2 separate regions of the Gossypium arboreum genome follow, and region 2 is linked to region 1. Evidence: chromatin contacts called from public Hi-C data. All regions are on one chromosome and are shown on one strand. Each heading gives the region's core, a stretch centred on a gene start, on an enhancer-like site or on the middle of the called end of the contact. The rest is flanking DNA. Distances are from core to core; before and after follow the strand shown. Region 1 holds the start of LOC108478279 (17.6 kDa class II heat shock protein-like). Region 2 holds the start of LOC108450125.

Region 1 (3,211 bases), core at 259-2,758:
TGGCGAGAAAGTACTACTCATGATAACCACAAAGTCCGCCAAAATAGTTAATAAGAAGTCTATCGAGGTATGAAAAGGGAGATACTTGTATAACTCACACAGTGAGTAGGTTGACACAATAATCGGGGTGCATTGAAAGCTCGAATAAGCATGCTAAACAAAAGGGTCCACCAAATAGCAAAAATAATGAGATTTGATAAAAGAGCCTTAAACACAACATATGAGAAAGGGAAAACAAGAAAGGGGTGTTTTTTTCAGAGACACTTGAGCTAAAATATCCGTTAAAAGATGTTGTAGAATCATTGGCTAAAGGTATGTAACGGTTCATCATATCTCTAAAATTTGAAGTGTAATTGACAAAATAAAAGTGGAGAGTCCGCCAAAGATCACTTTAAGGTGAGGATTTGCCTAAATGATATGATGGATAAAAATTATTAGAGATCTACAGAGAAAAAGGATGTCCGAATAGGACTCTGCAGCGTGGGAAAACTCCTCATGAATTAAGGAAAGCATAATGAGATCTTATTTTTAAGACCTTCAAACAAATTCTTTATACTAAGTCAAAGAAAGCAGTTTGACAGTTGATCCTTTGTTCTTTATAATATGCAACTATAGATCCTACTCTGCAGTTCATGAATTAAACAGTCTCTGCTGCACAAAATGTTTTTCGTAGATAAAAGTCAAGAAACAAGGGATTAAACAAGAAACAAACTATAATTTTTTTATTATTTAAGTAGTCATTACAACTCACACAAGCCAAAGCCAAACTGAAACAAACACCCACTCAAAACATATGTGAAGCTCAAGCAACTTTGACCTCAATGGTCTTAGGCTTTTTAGGCTCAGGAGGGGGCAGTTTCTCCACAGTCACTCTCAAAACCCCATCCTGACATACAGCTGAAATCTTATCCATGTTCGCATTATCAGGCAACTGGAACTTCCTCATAAACTTCCCAACTCTCCTCTCCATCCTCACATACTTCACCCCTTCTTTCTCATCTTTCTCTTTCTCTCGCTTTCGTTCCCCACACACCACCAGCACGTTCTCATCTTCCACGTGCACCTTGATCTCGCTGTGGCTTATCCCTGGCATGTCCACGATGAACACGTAGGATGTCGGGTACTCCATAACATCGGCCGGTGTCGCTGCCATCGCCTTTGCGTCTCGAACGTAGGTTCGAGATGGGTTGTTCTTCGACTTCTCTTGCTCCTCCGGGATGTCCAGCATGTCTTCCAGGATTGTTATCAGCGGAGAATTGAACCCAAAGTTCCTGAAATCCATGAATCAAGCTCTAAAAATATAGACGAAGACAAAGATCAAGGGAAAGGAATTGCAGATGACGCTTTGATGTGTAAAATCCACGTTTGTTTCAGAGTAATTTGCAAGGATTGGAGTTGATTCGTATATATAGCAGATAAGCATGAGTAGGGGGAGAGTTCTAGAGAACAATAAACTGTAATGTCATGTCGTCCTGTCTGTGTCTAGAATTATGAAGAAGACGAATGAAAGTTCTGTAATTTTCTTTGCTTTTCCAATCTTTATTTTGGGTCATAAATAATAATTCCAGGGCCCTTGAAATTGCATGCTGTTTATGCTGCATTTCTTAGGCCCAAAGCTCTGCACCATATTCGCCTTAAAACAAGCCCACGCTCAAAATAAACAAACTAAAATGGATTGATAATATAAATAAAGACGAGCTTTTACTAAGTCAGCTAAGCTGCTCTTTCTTATTAACCATTTAAAAATCTATTTGCTGAGTGCTTGTTTCTTTATTCTTTGAGGATTCAACAAGATAAGGTTATGATATAGCTAATTGAAGTTTTATTGAAAGCATTTTTCTTTAATATAATAAGAATCCCATCTCAGACACCTCCCACAAGTGAAGATCATGCTACATTTTCATAGAAATTTCCTACAGGCCTATAGAATCCAGTGTTATGAATCTTCATTTGATGTTTTAGAGAAACTGGTCATCGTATATAGATGAATTAGGAAGAAGCTTCCAACTTTTGCACTCAAATTCCATTATTCCAAACTTTTTACAGAAATGGGTTTTCATTCATATAGTGAACCTTTGACATATGGTTATAGAATCATATATATACATATTAGTTATGATGATTATGCGATGATAAAGTAGAGCTGATTGCTTAGAAGTCGATGTTATTTGGGTACGGTAATGGCGGCGGCGGCCTTTCCTTTTTCCCTAGTACATATTCTACTTTCTTGAAAACATTTAGAGTCAGGCGTATGGTATGAGCCAAAAGAAGAAAAGACATCACCGCAAGCCATGCCCTGAGAGCATAATCGAGCACTTGAGTGACGTCTAGTTCCTGTGATTTTGGTGTAATGAAAAGAAGTGAAATTCTGTATGTAATGGCCATGGATGTGATAGCAATCCACACAGTCACAGTCAAAATCCACATGAAAAATCTTCGCTGGAAAGGCAATCCTGTAACCAGCAGCAAGATGATGCTCATCGATGCCATGAAACTTATTGTGTTGGCAGCAAGATACTGAGTATAATAGCTTTGGTTCTTATCTGCTATTATTGAATGTCCTGCTTCGTGAGATCTCTCGGTGGCTGTTCCTGTGAAATCATCTTGCCATAAACCACCAGGAGGGGTTAGTCCAGCTTGGAAAGACATTGTTGCCATAAGCGATGCCACCACCATCAATGAATCTCGTTTTCTTGTTAGCCAATCTTCCTTCTTGTAAGTCTTTTGCACCCACTGATATTCTGTGTCTGGTTGGTTGGTTGCAACATTTTGAGCAATTAGAGGTGTTGTTTCAGTCTTCAAATGTAAAATTTCTGCGGCTCTTAGAGCTCCAGCATCTCGAAGGGACTCGGCAATGTCAAAGTCTTTCAATCCTCTCCTACTTTGCGCAAGAACGTCCATTGCAGTTAAACCATTTGCATTTAGACCATTTACTTCAACGCTGGTACTGGTAAGCAAAAATTTTACTGTCTGCGCAATTTTGGTCAGTACACATAAGATTACCATTACAAAAAGCAATAAAAAGCTTAAAGCTGAAATATTATGGTGATGCAATCTAATCCATACCTCAATTTGCTTGTAAGCAACAGCTAGGTGCAAAACTGTCATGCCATAATCATCTTTAGCATTCACAAATTCTTGGTTGTTCATTACGTCAACCAATGCCTTGAAAGACTCAAATTGTCCATACTTGACACACAAATGCAATATG
Region 2 (3,211 bases), core at 255-2,754, 410 kb after region 1:
GTCCACACAGGTAGACACACAGGCATGTGTCTAGGCCATGTGTGACGCACGATCTGCCCCCCATGGGCATGTAGTCTGGCCATGTGTCCCCTGCATTTTAGTTTTACAAAACAGAATGCCCAGTAGTAAACACACGGGCTAAGACACGGACGGGCATGTGTCTTGGCCGTGTGAGGGACATGGCTTGGAAACATGGGCGTGTGCCCAGGCCGTGTGAAGTCTGCACCATTTTATGAAAAATTATAATTTTAATCAACCACACGATCTAGCCACACGGGCGTGTGACACGGCCGTGTAACTATATTTTGGTGCTAATGTCATAAACAGAGAGTTACACGGCCTGCGGACACGGGCATGTCGAGGGCACACAAGCGTGTCTCCTATCTCCACTCAGGCGTGTGCCCCTGTTTCATGAAAATTTTTCTAAGTTTTTCCAAAATTTTCTAAAGTTATCAGCTTAGTCCTGAACTACTCTCAATGTATGTTTTGGGCCTTGTAGGCCCATATAAAGGACAATTTGCATATGTATGAATGAATTTGATTTGAATAAAATTTTATGACCCGGTTTTGTATGTTTGCTTGAGTATAAGTCCGGTAACACCTCGTACCCTATTCTAACGTCGAATACGAGTAAAGGATATTACATGGCCCCAAAGACGATGACCAAAGGCCAAGTTCTTACCTACCTCTTTATGCATTGGAGGCAGGGTTTCACTTCCCCATCCATTTATTTGTGGGTGAAGTTTTAAAATGCTATGGCGTTACACCAAGGTAACTAATCGGAGCCTCTTAGTGGATCATTTTAGGATTCATCATCCATTGTAGTGAACGGGGGAAGTAGCCCTAGCTAAGGGTCTTCCAAAACCTCTTCTAATTCACCTAAGTAAATCAAGCTACCTAACAAGGTTACTATACTTTGCCAAATGACAAAGGACCCTTTCGTGAATACTACGTCACCATCATCTCTACTTTGTTTGATCTTAATATCAACAAATATGAATCAATATTTTATTTAAATAAAAAAATTTAAAAATAAAATATTGTAATTATTATCCCTTGAATTTTTAAAATTACATTATTTGTTGTTGTAATTAAACGATCCTTTTCGATTCAATCTTAGTGTTACTACTACGGTTAAAGCCAAACACACAAATTACCATTAATTCTAATATCATTATTGTAATATTCAACCTCAACAATATAATAATTAATTTCACCACTATAATTATTTTTAATTTAATCGGAGATAATCTGAACAATGATTTAAATGGAACCTCAGTCTGTATCCAATTTTATACCCTCGGTAATCACCAGTTTAACCACCCGATGTCAATGGAGGGATTTTGTTTATGGAATTTTAGTTAAGTCGGGTGGCAAGAGAAAGAGTTGGGTGAGTCGACTAGCTGAGCTGCTTGAACCAAGTGAGCCTTAAAGCAGGCTAATAAAGCTACCCCAAATGAAAAGCGACGCGTGTCCACTTCCATCGCACCCCCAAAACCCTTGCTAAAATCCATATACCCCTTGTCCTTCTTTCCTCTCTTACCGTTAAAAGCTATCCATTTCGCCACATCTCTCTTTCCATTTCCTTCTTATTAACTCTATCCATTTCGCTTTCTGTGTAAACTCCACTTTTCCTTTTCCTTTTCCCTTTCCTTTCCTTTAGATTCTTTGCTTTTGAGATCTGTGTTCTCTCTCTCTCTCTGTCTTTGTTTTTGTCATTCGTTTGTTGCCTATCGACAAAAGAAGATGAAGAAAAAGTCTTGAAGATGTTGCATAGATTTGGTTTTTTCCTGGTAAGAATCAAAGATAAAATCTGGGGTTTTCGTATAGTGAGTAAATGCTTGACTTATTTCTGCTGATTCACGTTCGATCCCAAATTTGGCTGCGCAAAAGGAAAAAAAGGAAAAACAACAAAACCCCTATTCTTCTTCTTCTTCTTCTTTGATTTTGCAACTAATAGTAACTATAGAAAGAAAGTCATAATTTTTCCTTTTCTTTTCCAGTCCAAATACTATAAGATTAAAAACCCATCATAAATTTTCAATTTTCTTTGCCTTTTTGATAATCTTCTTTTGAGCTGAGTTGGTTTGTGATTAACTGTGGTGATTGTGAAAAGGGTAACCCAAAAAAACAAAATCAGATTTTACTTAGTTGAACTAAACATATTATAAAAGTGGCGAAGATGAGTTTAAGTGCAGCTGAGGATGATTCAGGGTCAGAGATTCATATCCCAGCAGATATAGATTGGCACATGCTTGATAAATCCAAGTTCTTTTTTCTTGGTGCCGCTTTATTTTCAGGTGTATCAGCTGCTCTTTACCCTGTAGTTGTCTTGAAAACTAGGCAACAAGTCTCATCTACTCAAGTTTCTTGCTTTAAAATGTCATTCTCCATCATGAGATATGAAGGACTGAGAGGATTCTACAGGGGTTTTGGTACCTCTTTGATGGGGACAATCCCAGCTAGGGCACTTTACATGGGAGCCCTTGAGGTTACCAAGAGCAGTGTTGGCACTGCAACTGTTAGTTTAGGATTTTCGGATACTACAGCTACTGCTTTAGCTAATGCAGCTGCTGGGTTGAGCTCAGCTATGGCTGCGCAACTGGTTTGGACCCCAATTGATGTTGTAAGCCAGAGACTAATGGTTCAAGGATATAATGACAGTAACAGTAGCAAAAATGTAAATCTCAATGTGAATTTTTGTAGATATAGGAATGGTCTTGATGCGTTTAGGAAAATTCTATATGCAGATGGTCCTAAAGGATTATACAGGGGATTTGGGATCTCGATTTTGACATATGCACCGTCTAATGCGGTTTGGTGGGCATCTTACTCTGTTGCACACAAGCTCATTTGGAGTGGCATCGGTTGTTCTATGGGTAAAAAAGATGAGAGTGGAAGTATTGTGATGGGGTCTGGTTTTAGGCCTGATTCAAAGGCCTTGGTGGCGGTCCAAGGGTTAAGTGCAGCCATGGCTAGTGGCATTTCAGCTTTAATCACTATGCCACTTGACACCATCAAGACCAGATTACAGGTTCTGGATAGAGAAGAGAATGGAGTAAGAAAACCATTGAATATACTGCAAACAGTGCGGAATCTAGTTCAAGAAGGCGGATTGGCAGCTTGTTACCGAGGATTGGGACCAAGATGGGCATCAATGGCTCTGTCTGCAACAACCATGATAACCACCTATGAGTTCTTGAAGCGGTTA

The links. Hi-C and Micro-C count contacts between places; a contact is called where the count stands out from the background.
Region 2: a Hi-C map of leaf shows a contact between it and region 1, with 4 times the contacts expected there. The contact joins the promoter of LOC108450125 here to the promoter of LOC108478279 in region 1. A contact is called at or near these places in 2 of 5 Hi-C or Micro-C datasets (both in leaf).

The regions. Positions count from the first base shown.
Region 1 is chr6:112,226,478-112,229,688 of ASM2569848v2, forward strand. LOC108478279 (17.6 kDa class II heat shock protein-like) reads right to left here and starts at 1,509. Exons shown (of 1, transcript XM_017780718.2): 1 at 696-1,509. The coding sequence starts at 1,282. The coding sequence ends at 803. It overlaps LOC108477669 (ankyrin repeat-containing protein BDA1-like), which reads right to left. Exons shown (of 2, transcript XM_017780184.2): 1 at 3,067-3,211; 2 at 1,982-2,970. The coding sequence ends at 2,152.
Region 2 is chr6:112,634,019-112,637,229 of ASM2569848v2, forward strand. LOC108450125 reads left to right here and starts at 1,505. Exons shown (of 1, transcript XM_017747611.2): 1 at 1,505-3,211. The coding sequence starts at 2,183.